Regions from separate parts of the Neogale vison genome. Here region 2 is linked to region 1. The links are chromatin contacts, called in public Hi-C maps. All regions are on one chromosome and are shown on one strand. Each heading gives the region's core, a stretch centred on a gene start, on an enhancer-like site or on the middle of the called end of the contact. The rest is flanking DNA. Distances are from core to core; before and after follow the strand shown. Region 1 holds the start of XXYLT1 (xyloside xylosyltransferase 1). Region 2 holds the start of ACAP2 (arf-GAP with coiled-coil, ANK repeat and PH domain-containing protein 2).

What was found. Hi-C and Micro-C count contacts between places; a contact is called where the count stands out from the background.
Region 2: a contact with region 1 is called in a Hi-C map of muscle, with 5 times the contacts expected there. The contact joins the promoter of ACAP2 here to the promoter of XXYLT1 in region 1. A contact is called at or near these places in 2 of 3 Hi-C or Micro-C datasets (fibroblasts and muscle).

Annotation. Positions count from the first base shown.
Region 1 is chr6:116,796,046-116,802,206 of ASM_NN_V1, reverse strand. It overlaps XXYLT1 (xyloside xylosyltransferase 1), which reads left to right and starts at 2,569. Exons shown (of 4, transcript XM_044252038.1): 1 at 2,569-3,159. The coding sequence starts at 2,659.
Region 2 is chr6:116,960,547-116,966,707 of ASM_NN_V1, reverse strand. ACAP2 (arf-GAP with coiled-coil, ANK repeat and PH domain-containing protein 2) reads left to right here and starts at 2,901. Exons shown (of 25, transcript XM_044252040.1): 1 at 2,901-3,155. The coding sequence starts at 3,103.

The sequences.
Region 1 (6,161 bases), core at 1,320-3,819:
AGATTTTAGTTATTGCCAGAGTGCCTTCCAGAAAAGTACCCTTCATCTGCTGTAAAGGAAAGTTTATCTTTCTCTATATCCTTGACAGTATTGGGTACTAGTCAATATGAAAAAAGTCCGATCATCTACCCAATATTACAGATGGAGAAACCAATTACCTCTAATATCTGGTCAGAAGTCTTGACCAAAGTGAAAACTGACACACTACATACCTTTCCTTATTCTATTTTCTCCTGCTAGTATATAAGCTCTATGAGGGCAGAGATTTCTGTTTTCTTTCACTGGTGTAATCCTTAGGCACTACGTGCTTGATACTCAGGGGTCACTTGTTACCTGTTGAATAAATGGCCACCTTCATTCAACTCCTGTTTTAGTTTCCAGCTAGCAATATATTTCAGGAAGTTGCAACATTTTTCTTTATGGTCAAAAGAATTGGGAATAAAAAATTAACATGAAGTTAAGACTAGTCTCAAGTATTTTCCTTTCTATGTAAAATTTAAATTATCTTGTCACTCCTCTTTTATCCATAAATACCAGGAGTAGTGATCTTGTAAAGGTCTGAAAAGTAAAATAATTGAATAAGTTCTAGAATAACTGGCGTAAGGAAAAACCACATTATTGATGTGAAGATGAGGGCCACAACTCCAGAATTTTTACTAGTGAACAATTAGAATATAATATAGCTGTAGCACACTGCTGTGGTGATAATACGGAACATATAATAAAGTCTTAAAGGACATTTGTAGTTTGGTATTTGTAATTACCCTAGAAAAGCTATGGTCGCTATATTTGGGTACTTGTTGGCTATTTTGCCCTTTTGTAGAGTTTGGTGTTTCTAGCATATTTTATATTGTTTGCTAAGTGTTAGGCACAGTTCTAACTGCTTTTTATGTATTGTCTTATAATCCTATAAGGCTCAGGTACTAGTATTAACCCTGTTTTCCAAATGGATCTTATTGAAGCTCAGATTAAGGATCCTGTCTGAAGTCTAATAATTAGTCATGTTAGATTAACTTGGAGAACTTGCTCTTGTAACCAATATCTGCTGAAGGTTGTGGTAACATACACACAACCCAGGGCTTGAATTATTGCTTTCAGTGTGAGTCTTGGCTAAAAGCTTATGCATTGGCAGAAGTAAGATTTGGGTTGAGATCTGGCTCTATTACTAGCCAGCTAAGTTCGTGCAATATATGCTCTAAACCTCAATTTCCTCAATTGTAAAGTGCAAATAATACCTCTGCTTCTTAGGGTTGTGAGGATTAAATAAAGTAAGAGCCCATCACTTGAGTGAGTTAATTTAGCTACTGGGTTACCTTCCTACCCCCACAAGGTAATTAGTATGTATTGATCTTTTCACTCAGCCCACTTTAGAGTTCCAATTTTTTTTTTTTTTCCCCAGAAAACTGTTACTCCGATTGAAAAAAACAAGAGTTAAAAATGAGATGCATTGTGGGGCGCCTGGGTGTTTAAGTCGGTTGAGTGGCTGCCTTTGGCTCAGGTCATGATCCCAGGGTCCTGGAATCGAGCCAGGCATCAGGCTCCCTGCTCGGTGGGGAGCCTGCTTCTACCTCTCCTTCGGCCTGCCACTCTACTTGTTCTCTTTCTCTGTCAAATAAATTTAAAAATCGTTAAAAAAAAAAAAAAAGATGCGTTGTAGTTCTGGGTACCAGTCACTTTCACCAATAAGAGCATGGCACAGTAAACGGCTGAGTGATAATTCGTATGTGCATTTGCCCATGCATTTTCACCTCCGCGACCTTCAAGAATGCAGATCATTTGTACATGTTTAAATGCTGTAGTATTATCATCAGTCCTTAGAAGACTGAAGTTAATGAGTTTTTATGTAGTTGTCAAGTGTCCCAGCTGTCTAAGGTCAAAGCCGAGTGACCCTGGGCAAGTTACCTCAGTGTGCCTCAGTTAAAATTTTGAAAAACGACTTGGCACGTCTTGAGATTCTAAGTCTTAAGGTATTATAAAAGCCTCCAGCGTTACTTCCTGGGACTTTGGAAACTATCTTCAAGTCGTGGGCAGCGGGGTCCCCCTGCTGGCCACATCCTTTACTTGGCCTCAGGTGCCAGTGGGTTGGGCAGGCCATTTGCACCTTAGGTGGCATTTCTCATTTACCGTGAATGAGGAAGGAGCGTGTTTAAATTCCCTAGCCCCAGCTAGTCTCCCAGGTGTGAAAGGAGTCGGCGGGGAGAGGACTTCAAGCCTCCAAACATTTCGGGGAGAAAGGTTCAGAAATAAAATTTTTCCCTTTTTGTGCGTCCAGTTTAGTGTTTTTGCTAACGAACGTCCTGCGTTGGGGCGCCTCTATACCTTTCAAGGCACAGCTTCGATTTCTAGCGTCTGGGTCTGGACATTTAGGACGCCCAATTTCAACAGACCTTCCTTGCAGCCCCGCTGGCTTTCTCGAAGTCTCAGTCCTCACCCACTGCCCGATCCTTCCCGTCTTGAATCCCGCTAAATCTAGGACCCAGCGGCTGCCAAGCAGCCCTGGCCCCGCCTCTCCGCGCATCAGCACCCGCGGATTGGCTCCGGGCACAGAGGCCCCGCCCCCGCCATGGCCGCTGCCCGCCGCTTGGGTCACTAAGTGGCTGCCAGGGTGCTGGTGTCCGCTCCCGCTCCCCCACTGCTCTGTCTCCGGGCGGGTGGTGTATGGGTCGGCGAGGCGGGCCCTCGTGCTCTCGGGCCATGGCGCGCCTGGCCGCTGTGCGCTCCCACTACTGCGCGCTGCTGCTGGCCGCGGCGCTGGCCGTCTGTGCTTTCTACTACCTCGGCTCGGGCCGGGAGACCTTCTCCAGCGCCACCAAGAGGCTGAAGGAGGCCCGCGCCGGGGCCCCCGCCGTGCCCTCGCCGCCCGCGCCGGAGCTGGCGCGGGGCTCCGTGGCGCCTGTCCTGGGGGCCAAGGCCAAGAGCCTGGAGGGCGGCGGGCCGGGGCCGGTGGACTATCACCTGCTGATGATGTTCACCAAGGCGGAACACAACGCCGCGCTGCAGGCCAAGGCCCGCGTCGCGCTCCGCTCCCTGCTGCGCCTCGCTAAGTTCGAGGCGCACGAGGTGCTTAACCTGCACTTCGTGAGCGAGGAGGCCAGTCGTGAGGTGGCCAAGGCCCTGCTGCGGGAACTGTTGCCGCCAGCCGCCGGCTTCAAGTGCAAGGTGAGCGGGGCTGCGGCCGGGGGCTCCCGGCGGATGGCCCACCCTATACATTCATCTGTCCCTCCCCACCCCCCATTGCCCCAGCTTTGCCTGAAACGTGGAAACGTGTTTCTCGGTGTGCTGGAGGCAGCCTTCGGGAGGCGTGCCCAGGAGCCAGAAGCACTCAGCCGGTGTGGGAGTGCTGCGGGGCGTGGACTCACTACCCTGACCCGTGCCCCACCCGTTAAGTCCCTCTTCTGCCGAGATTTGGCTCGCCCCCTCTCTGCTGGCGTTGCAGGATTCCGCACTGCCTTCGCAGTCTGCACTTTTTATTCTCAATCTTTGACTTTTGCGGTTGGAACGGGTCATTTGAAGGCTGTAGTCCTCTGATGCGAAGTCTGTGGCCAGGGTCTTAGTGAGGTCGCGTGAATTGAAGTTGCAGTGATATTTCTCGTATTAAAGTCAGAACTGCCTAAGCCGAAACCCAGACATTGTGAACCACCTCATTCCCTCTCTGTACCTTCTTCTTACCTAGTCTCTAGGGTCACGAACCTATTTAGAGAAGCCACCAGTCACTCTGAGGGAGGAAGCAGAAGCTCTAAGAGGTACAGATACGATCTGGGGCGTGCACAGCAGAGCTAGCCACTTTGTCCCAGGCTGGACCAACCTGCTTCGTTGGCAGCTCTGCTCCCACCTCTCTCCCTCATCTCCCATGATATCCCAGCTCTGCTTGTCAGAGATGAGCTTCCTGGCTTAGTGTTAATTGCTTCAGTCAAGTTGCTAGCCTCATTTTGACCTCATAGTTGCACAGAGGGCATCCAAGGTCTGATTTTTGGATAAGACTAGGAGGTGATCTTAAAGGATGGAGACTGATAGTGGGGGAATGGGTAGTGAGGTAAGAGTAATGTTCCATGTGTTTGTGTCCAGTGATTGATGGGGGAGCTGCTGCCCGGATCCTGCAAGGTTCAGGGGTCTCTGGCAGCTCAAGTTCCAGCTTTCAGGAAGGCTGCGTTGTGGGCCTGGCCCTTCTCTCCAGCCTTGCTTTTCGTCCTCCTGTGTGCACCTTAGATCTTGAGTGTGCTGAATGTGCCTTTTAAGGATGAGTTCTCTGCCCAGGATGTCCTTCCTTTCCTCCTGGGCCCTTGGCCACTCTATACTTAGCTTTCACCGTCCCGGGAATGTCCCTAGACTTGGGGACCGTCTGTGCCCAGCCTTCCACAGCTTTCCATTCCTGCTTCTCCTCATAGCCCACAAAGTCTGTCTCTTGCCCAGAACAAGTAAACCTGTCTGGAGCACCCACCATAGTCAGGGAAGGGCTCCCGGGCCCGGACTTCATGCTGTAAGAGACCCAGAATCCAGGTTCTTTTTTTTTTTTTTTTAAAGATTTTATTTATTTATTTGACAGACAGAGATCACAAGTAGGCGAGAGGCAGGCAGAGAGGAGGAAGCAGGCTCCCCGCAGAGCAGAGAGCCCGATGTGGAGCTCAATCCCAGGACCCTGAGATCATGACCTGAGCCGAAGGCAGCGGCTTAACCCACTGAGCCACCCAAGTGCCCCCAGAATCCAGGTTCTTGACCCACTCTCTGACCTGGGGTTTTTCAGCCTGGGACCCATCACATTTACCTAATTGGAATCTCAAGGTGAGACCTGGCAGCCTGTCCCAGGTGATCCCTAGTACTCTAATGCTTGAGAAACGCTGTGCTGGCCGAGGGAGAAAACTAAGGGCACTTGATCAAAGGGCCAGTCTGGGCAGAGTTGGGATTTGACAGGGTCTCCAAACACCACCCTGAAGACCAGCATTGTCATTTTATCACTTTATGGAGTCAGAGGTAGCAACTTGGGCCAGATCTCTACCCAGCCCTTTCTCTCCAGCTCGACACAGCTTCTTGTGTACCAAGAAGCTGCCAGGCCTTTGCTGTGTGGTGCTGCCGTTGGGACCCTCTTTCTCTTTCCATCTCCAGGTCTTGGTCATCTGTCTTTGCCATCGCCTCTTTGGAGCCTTTCAGGGAAACCCCATCAGAAGACAAGTCTTCCTCTTCCTCCTCCTCCCTGGTGCGCACTGGTGCTATGAACGTGTCAGGTTTTATCTCCAGTCCCATGATGCCTTGCACAGAGTCCACACCAGAAATACTGGCCTTGGGGCCAGGTTCCCATCATCATGGTGCCTGTGCTCTCTCCCTCTTCCATGCTCTCTTTGGACAAACATAGGTCACTAGGCCCTGGAAACAGCTGTGGGGGACATGAATTGAGGCATGGCTGATGAGGGTCTGGAGGCTTTGTAGTTAGATGGCTGTGGTCAGAGAACAGTTTGTTGGTTTCAGCCTAAAATCGTTCTTGTTAGTTTCGAGGTCAGATTTTTGTGAATCTGTTTTCTGTCTTTGATAAAAGGTGCTCTTTTTTCCCTTAAATATATGGTCCTGGAAGGTTGACTTCATGTTACTGGTCATTTGATTCTCTCTCAGGTTTGGAATATTCCTGAAAGGAATGCTTTTTCTGGCATCACTTCACACATGCTTCTCCCTCTGCGTGGGAGATAATGAACCCCTAAATTCTACTCCTGAAACCAATACTATACTATATGTTAGCTAACTTGAATTTAAAAATAAATTGAGATTACCTTACCCCAACCCACATCCTTAGCTCTCTCTCAGGTCTCAGCGTAAATGTCGTTTCCTTGGCAAACCTTTCCTGAGTGCCCATTACACACTCTCTTAGCACCAAGCCTTTTTCCTTAGTAACATTTATCACTGTTGTAATTATACAATGAATGAATTATTTGTCTACCTTTCAAGACAAGATAGACAGAGGGCGTGGACCCTGACTCCTCTTAAATGTTGTATCCCCAGCACCCAACATCATGCCTTGCATATGGAAGCGCATTTCATATGAAGGATTAATCTTTAAGTGTTAGTCAGGAAGAAGGAAACTGTAGACATTCTCACCCTGGTTGCATCAGGGCTGGGAGGGGTCTTCAAGACCATATATATAGTACGATGGGTGAAGAGACTTGCCCAAGGCCACT
Region 2 (6,161 bases), core at 1,652-4,151, 160 kb before region 1:
CTTCTAAGACTCACTATTCCCACCCTAACCCACTTCCAGTATTTTCAAATTTAGGACATACCCTACGGTTGACAACCCCAAATGCTTGGTTTACCACAGGGCAGAAAAAAATTTAAAAAAAATTATTTTATTATTTATTTGACAGACAGAGATCATAAGTAGGCAGAGAGGCAGGCAGAGAGAAAGAGGAGGAAGCAGGCTCTCCGCTGAGCAGAGAGCCCAATGCGGGGCTCCATCCCAGGACTTGGGGCTCGATCCCAAGACTCTGGGATCATGACCTGAGCTGAAGGCAGAGGCTTCAACCCACTGAGCTACCCAGGCGCCCCAGAAAAAAATTTTTTTGATAGCATTATCACTAACTGGATGTACATAAATTTAGCTGTCTGCAGAAAGAAAATGTTCATTATTAACGATTAGCTTAGTTGAGTTATTTTCATTGATGGTGCCAGGCAGCTGAATTTTTAATTTTGAATCTCAAAGTGTGAAGTTAGGCCTCTTCCAAAAGGTTACACTATGTTGAAGCATTGAAACAAGTTATTGTATATACAGGTTAGCTGTCATGTGTCAGGAATACAATTAAATGTAGAAATGGCCAACTCTCCAAGTCTGACACAGAAGTTATAAATCTAGAAGAGGTTGGCTTGACCAACTGAACTGTCTGAGGACACTTAAGTCTTAACTGCCAATAGTTTCCAGTTATCAAAAGAATGTGGATAGATTCCAGGGATATACAATTCAATTTAAAAAAGAAACCGGGGCACCTGGGTGGCTCAGTGGGTTAGGGCCTCTGCCTTCTGCTCAGGTCATGATCCCAGGGTCCTGGGATTGAGCCCCGCATGGGGCTATCTGCTCAGCGGGGAGCCTGCTTCCCTTCCTATCTCTCTGCCTGCCTCTGATCTCTGTCTGTCAAATAAATAAATAAAATCTTTTTTTTTTAAGATTTTATTTATTTATTTGACAGAGAGAGATCACAGTAGACAGAGAGGCAGGCAGAGAGAGAGAGAGAGAGAGGGAAGCAGGCTCCATGCTGAGGAGGGAGCCCGATGCAGGACTCGATCCCAACACCCTGAGATCATGACCTGAGCCGAAGGCAGCGGCTTAACCCACTGAGCCACCCAGGTGCCCCAAATAAATAAATAAAATCTTAAAAAAAAAAAAAGAAACCAATTACCATATGAATTCACTCATATGTGGAATTTAAGAAACAAGAACAAATAATCAAAGGGAAAAAAATGAGAGAGAGAGATCAGGAAACAGCTTCTTAATTATAGAGAACAAACTGATCATTGTTAGGGGGGGATGGTTGAAATAGGTGATGGGGATTAAGGAGCGCACTTGTCCTGATGAGCACAGTGACATATGGAAGTGCTGAATCACCATATTGTAAACCCGAAATCAATATAAGACCTGTATGTTAACTAATTAGAATTAAAAAAAAAAACTTAAAAAAATAAAAAAAGAAACCAAGTTTATAACCAAAGAAGAAACATATATAATGCTTGTATATTCTTTGAAATGTCTCAAAATTATAGTTAACTTCTAAAAGGTGCTAAAGAGATCAAGATACAACCACTGGTTATGTAAAACATCCTACCATCCTACCATCGAGCTACACTTAGCCAGATGGTCAAAATGGTTATATAAGACTTTAGGCAGTAGAAGTGAGAAGGCTTACATTTAAACTTTGATTATAGCACTGAAGAATAAAGTGGTACAGTTATTATAATAGCCAGCATTTACTGAATGGTTACTATGTGGCACTGTGTTGTGTTCAGAGTTCTTACTTCAGCTTCAGGGCAACTCTATCAGCTTCATTTTACAGTAAGAAAAGATAGGAGGCAAAACCAGAAAGTTTGCCTGCAAGCTCTCGCTCAGAGCCACTATACTGTTACATTTCCTTCCATTTTATGGATATTCTTATGCTTTTTAGGTTGGGTTCCATTTAAATAAAATGGATCTATTGTTGTTGTGTTTTTTTTTTAACAGTCGATGTTATATTAAAACCAGAAGTATGGTAAATACCTGCCTTGTCGGATCAGGTGATGCATATCTTGGAGGGCTCCTAGAACAACTGTGGACCAGTGGGCTGGTGTGGCAAATAAGGAAGTGAGGCTGATTTTCAGAACCCTATCCTCTTTGAACCGGTGAAAGCTACTGAGAGAAAAGTTATCAGTAAGGAGGACTGTCTGCGAGTTTGAAAGCGTTGCCTCCGCACCAAACGCCCTACTTCGCCTGCCTGTCGGAATCCTGATCTTTCCATGCTCGCTCCAAATACCAGCTCCTTCAGGAAGTAGTCTCTTAGTTATATGAGAAGATAAACGTGGGAGAGATTTCCTTCCAAGTTATTAAGAGATGAAGTCAGTAAGTGAAGGAAGGGATTTTATCATTAAGGATACCCTCACTTCTCTCCCGACCTCATTTTCTTTAAACAAGGAGGCGGTGGATCAGTTTATCTCCTCCTTTGATCATTTCTACTCTTCAGAATTCTGCCAAAGCTGTAGGAGTCCTCAGACCTGCAGGCGGCGGCTCCTCCGCGTTGGCAGCTCGGCAGGGCGGGGCTGAGAAGAGGCGGGGGCTCCGCGGGAAGCGCGGCGCTCAGCCACGTGACTTCCTTCCCAAGGAGCCTCAGCTGCCGGCCTCCCAGCAACGGGCGCGTCCCGCCTAACGACTCCTGCGCATCCCGGTTGGCCCTCGGGGACTGCGGTGGCAAGGCGGCACCCACGGTCGCGCTGTTCATTGGCTCGAACTACCGTCGCTCAGGTGCGTTGCCGGAGCGCCCGCGGGCGGTGCTGCCGGAAGCCCCACCCACCGGCCGCCGGGTTCGTGGCTGGCTGGCGGAGGCTGTCACTCCCGGGCGGTTTCCCTGTGGCCGGCGCTCGGCTGGGGGCGGGAGGAAGAGGGGCCGGACTGGGGCCTGACGAGCCGCCGCTGCTGCAACCGTCTTCGCGGCTGCTATGACCAGCGGGCAAGGCGCCCTCCGCAGCTCCGCGCAGCGCTAGTCGCGGCCGTGCGCCCGCCGTCGCTGTCTGGGTCCCCAGCGCAGCCGCTCCCGCGGCTCTCTCGGCTCTTCCAGCGCCGCCTTCGAGGCGAGGCGGAGGCAGGATGAAGATGACGGTGGATTTCGAAGAGTGTCTGAAGGACTCGCCCCGCTTCAGGTAACCGGCGAGGCCGCCGGGCGCCGGGCTGCCGTCACCCCGGGGCGCCCCCAACCCCCGGGGTGGGGGCGTGAAAGCCGGCCCGCTGAGCGCGCGGAGAGCACTGCGGTCCGCGTCTTCTGACGAGGCCAGCGGCCGTTGTTGCAGCTCCGGACCCGGCCAGGGCACTGCAGCCCGGACCGACCCTTGCTGAGGGCTGAGGCTGGGCCGACGAGGTCCTCTTCTCGCTTCCTCGGCCTCTGCCCGGGGAGGAGCGCTCGGGAGGCCGGGAGCACCCGTCCGCTTCGAGGAACCAGGGTGCAGCCGCGTCCCCGGAGAGTCGTGCCCTTTGCGGGCGCGCGCTCTCGTCCCCTTCCTCTGGCTGCTCCTTGCCCCTTCCTTCCGCTCCTTCCCGTTTCCACTCGCACCCCACCCCCTCCTTGAGGAGCTTGCAGGGCACCCTTTTGCAGTTCACTTAGTTCCTCTTTGCGCTTTTCCGCTCCCCTTACTCCGGGGAGGAAGGAGTGGGGCGACCTGGGGCTGCTGCTGCCTGCGTGTCCCCTGCCCGGGGCGGGGGCGCTCAGGGAGGCGCTGGCGGTTGCCCCCGGAGTCGCGGGGGGGAAATGCTTTGACTAAGAGCGTTCTATCCACCCTGGTCAGAGACTGTCTGCTTTTCTTTCCACTTGAGCTCTCCCCGCTGAGAGGCACGGGGCTGAGCTGTGAGGACTAGGAGAAACTGTGCATTTCTGTTTTGAGAACGGAAGTAGGAGGGCCCTGAAGATTGCATGTCTGTTCCTCTTGCAGCAGCGTCGGCCCGGGAGGGCGCGGATCACGGTCGGATGCTCCCAGTGGATCTGTCACCGAAACTGACGTGGTGGCCCTCGGATTCACAGGAGTTGGCCTCCCTCCCCTGTGAGAGGAGGCGGTCCTGCGGGTGTCTAGAGGACTTGCTCTTTACGTTTCGGGCATCTTGGGAAACTCCGGAATTGTTTTTGGAGAATAGTTTTGATAGATTGTGTTGTACGGTGCACGTATAGGGCTGTCCTTAGGCCTTAAAAAAATAAGGCCTTATGGCTGGCGTTAGATAATGACATTTCTTGAAAGCTTTTCCCTGAGCATTGGTGTGTATTTGCCTGCTGATCTCTAGGCCAAGCCTGAGTTGTAAATTCCTGCATCCTTCTCTTTTGGGAACTAACTGTTCTCATTCTTATCACTGATTTCCCATTCTCTTTCCACTGACAAGAAAAAAAATTGTAAAACCGAGGAACTCCTACTTCTAAGAGAAAGTTTAAGAACTTTTTTGGTTTTATTTTGACTTTTGCTTTTTTTTTTTTTTTTTTTTTGAGGAGGGTGTTAATTTTATTTGGAGCTTAGGACTGTTGGTTGTAAAAGGCTGCGTCTGGTTTAATTGCTGTTGTTGGTATTAGTTTTTGAAAGTGTGTTGGGTGTGAATTAAAAGGACCCGAGGGGACACACATGACTTGCTTAGGACAGCTTTGCAGGTTAGAATCCAGACTATGTGGCAAATGAAATAATTTTTAAAGTGTACCTCAGAAGATTCTGCTTTTTGTGAATTTTTATTTATATGACTTGGCTGTTTGTTTTTTTAATGAAGTAACACAGCATTTTCCTCTCTAGAGAATGTGGCTTCTGTTAATTTGCTTCATTTTAAGTTTGATTTTTTAAAAAATCAAGTTGAGGGAAGTGATAAGGAAATACTTGTAACCACTGGTGGTGTTCACAAACCATGTGATGTCTTTGTTTTTGAAAGAAAGGAATCATTGAATGTAAAATAAGAGGGAAAGATACTGATTAAGTTGTATGGAATATTATAGTGAACTTTGTTAAACTTGAATATAATATCTATTCTATTTTAATTCAGTATTAGAGATTTTTTTAAAAGAGTTGCTTCCAGTTATTCCAGTTGCTTCCAATTATTGTTGGCTGCAAGCTGGGAAGAGAAATCAAGATTCAAAGAACTCCCAATATCTGGTATACATTTTTGGAAATAGATAAGATTTGTAATAGATGGAAGTATGCCAAGAAATAAAAGTCTCGTCGCTCACGTTCCTAATTTTTCCAGTCTTTCTATAACCCCATTACTGTGTAAGTTTGTATAGCATTTGAAAAGAATATTTTAGAATTCTTTTATCCATATGCTTTATGTATAAGAGAAACTTGACTTTTAAGAAGTATCTGCATTTTGTGAGTGATATTGAAACTTTCATATTAGAAAAGAAAATTTGTGAGGGGTGAGCTTGTTTTTGGTTTTGCTTTTTTTAAAATCTTTTTTAAAAAAGATTTTACTTTTTAAAGATTTTACTTATTTGAGAGAGAGAAAATGAGTGGGGGGTGAGGGAGAAGCTCCATGCTGACTTCCCCCAACGCCTGCTGCAGACACTTAACTGACTGAGACACCCAGGTTCCCTCTTTTTGCTTTTTGATAGCAAGGCAGCTGCACTATTGTAGTGTTCTGATCTGTTGTGTTGTTTTAATATTAATTCTTACTTTTATTTTTCTCTATAAATGATTCTTAAGGCAATTTAAGTCTGGCATGGGGGTATAACTGCCTTGGGTGCTGTAGAATTGATGCAGAAGGTAGATCTTGCTGAAGAAAAATTTCAGCAGTGTTCAAGTTCTGAACATTAATTTGCCTGCTAAGTTGATAAGGAAAATAGGAGAGGGATTGGTTGAAATAGGGAGAGAAGGATGTTGCTTATTGCAACATTGTCTTTAGTAATTTGAATAAAACCAATGGTTACTCTTACATTCCAATGAACATTTTTTTGTTTGTTTTGTCTTTAGATTGAAAGGCACATTTCATTGTGTAATTTTGTGTAACTAAAAATTTCCTTTATAGTTTTTTAAAAACCAGTCTAAAGGTCAAAATCTTATTCATCTAAAAATCTACAAGAAAGTACATGTGTCTAAGCATACTTTATTTTTAAGTGGGAATTTTCCATTTTGACCAACATATTTTGGAGAACTTTGAATTTGTTTGAACTCTAAATTAATTATGTAGTTGGT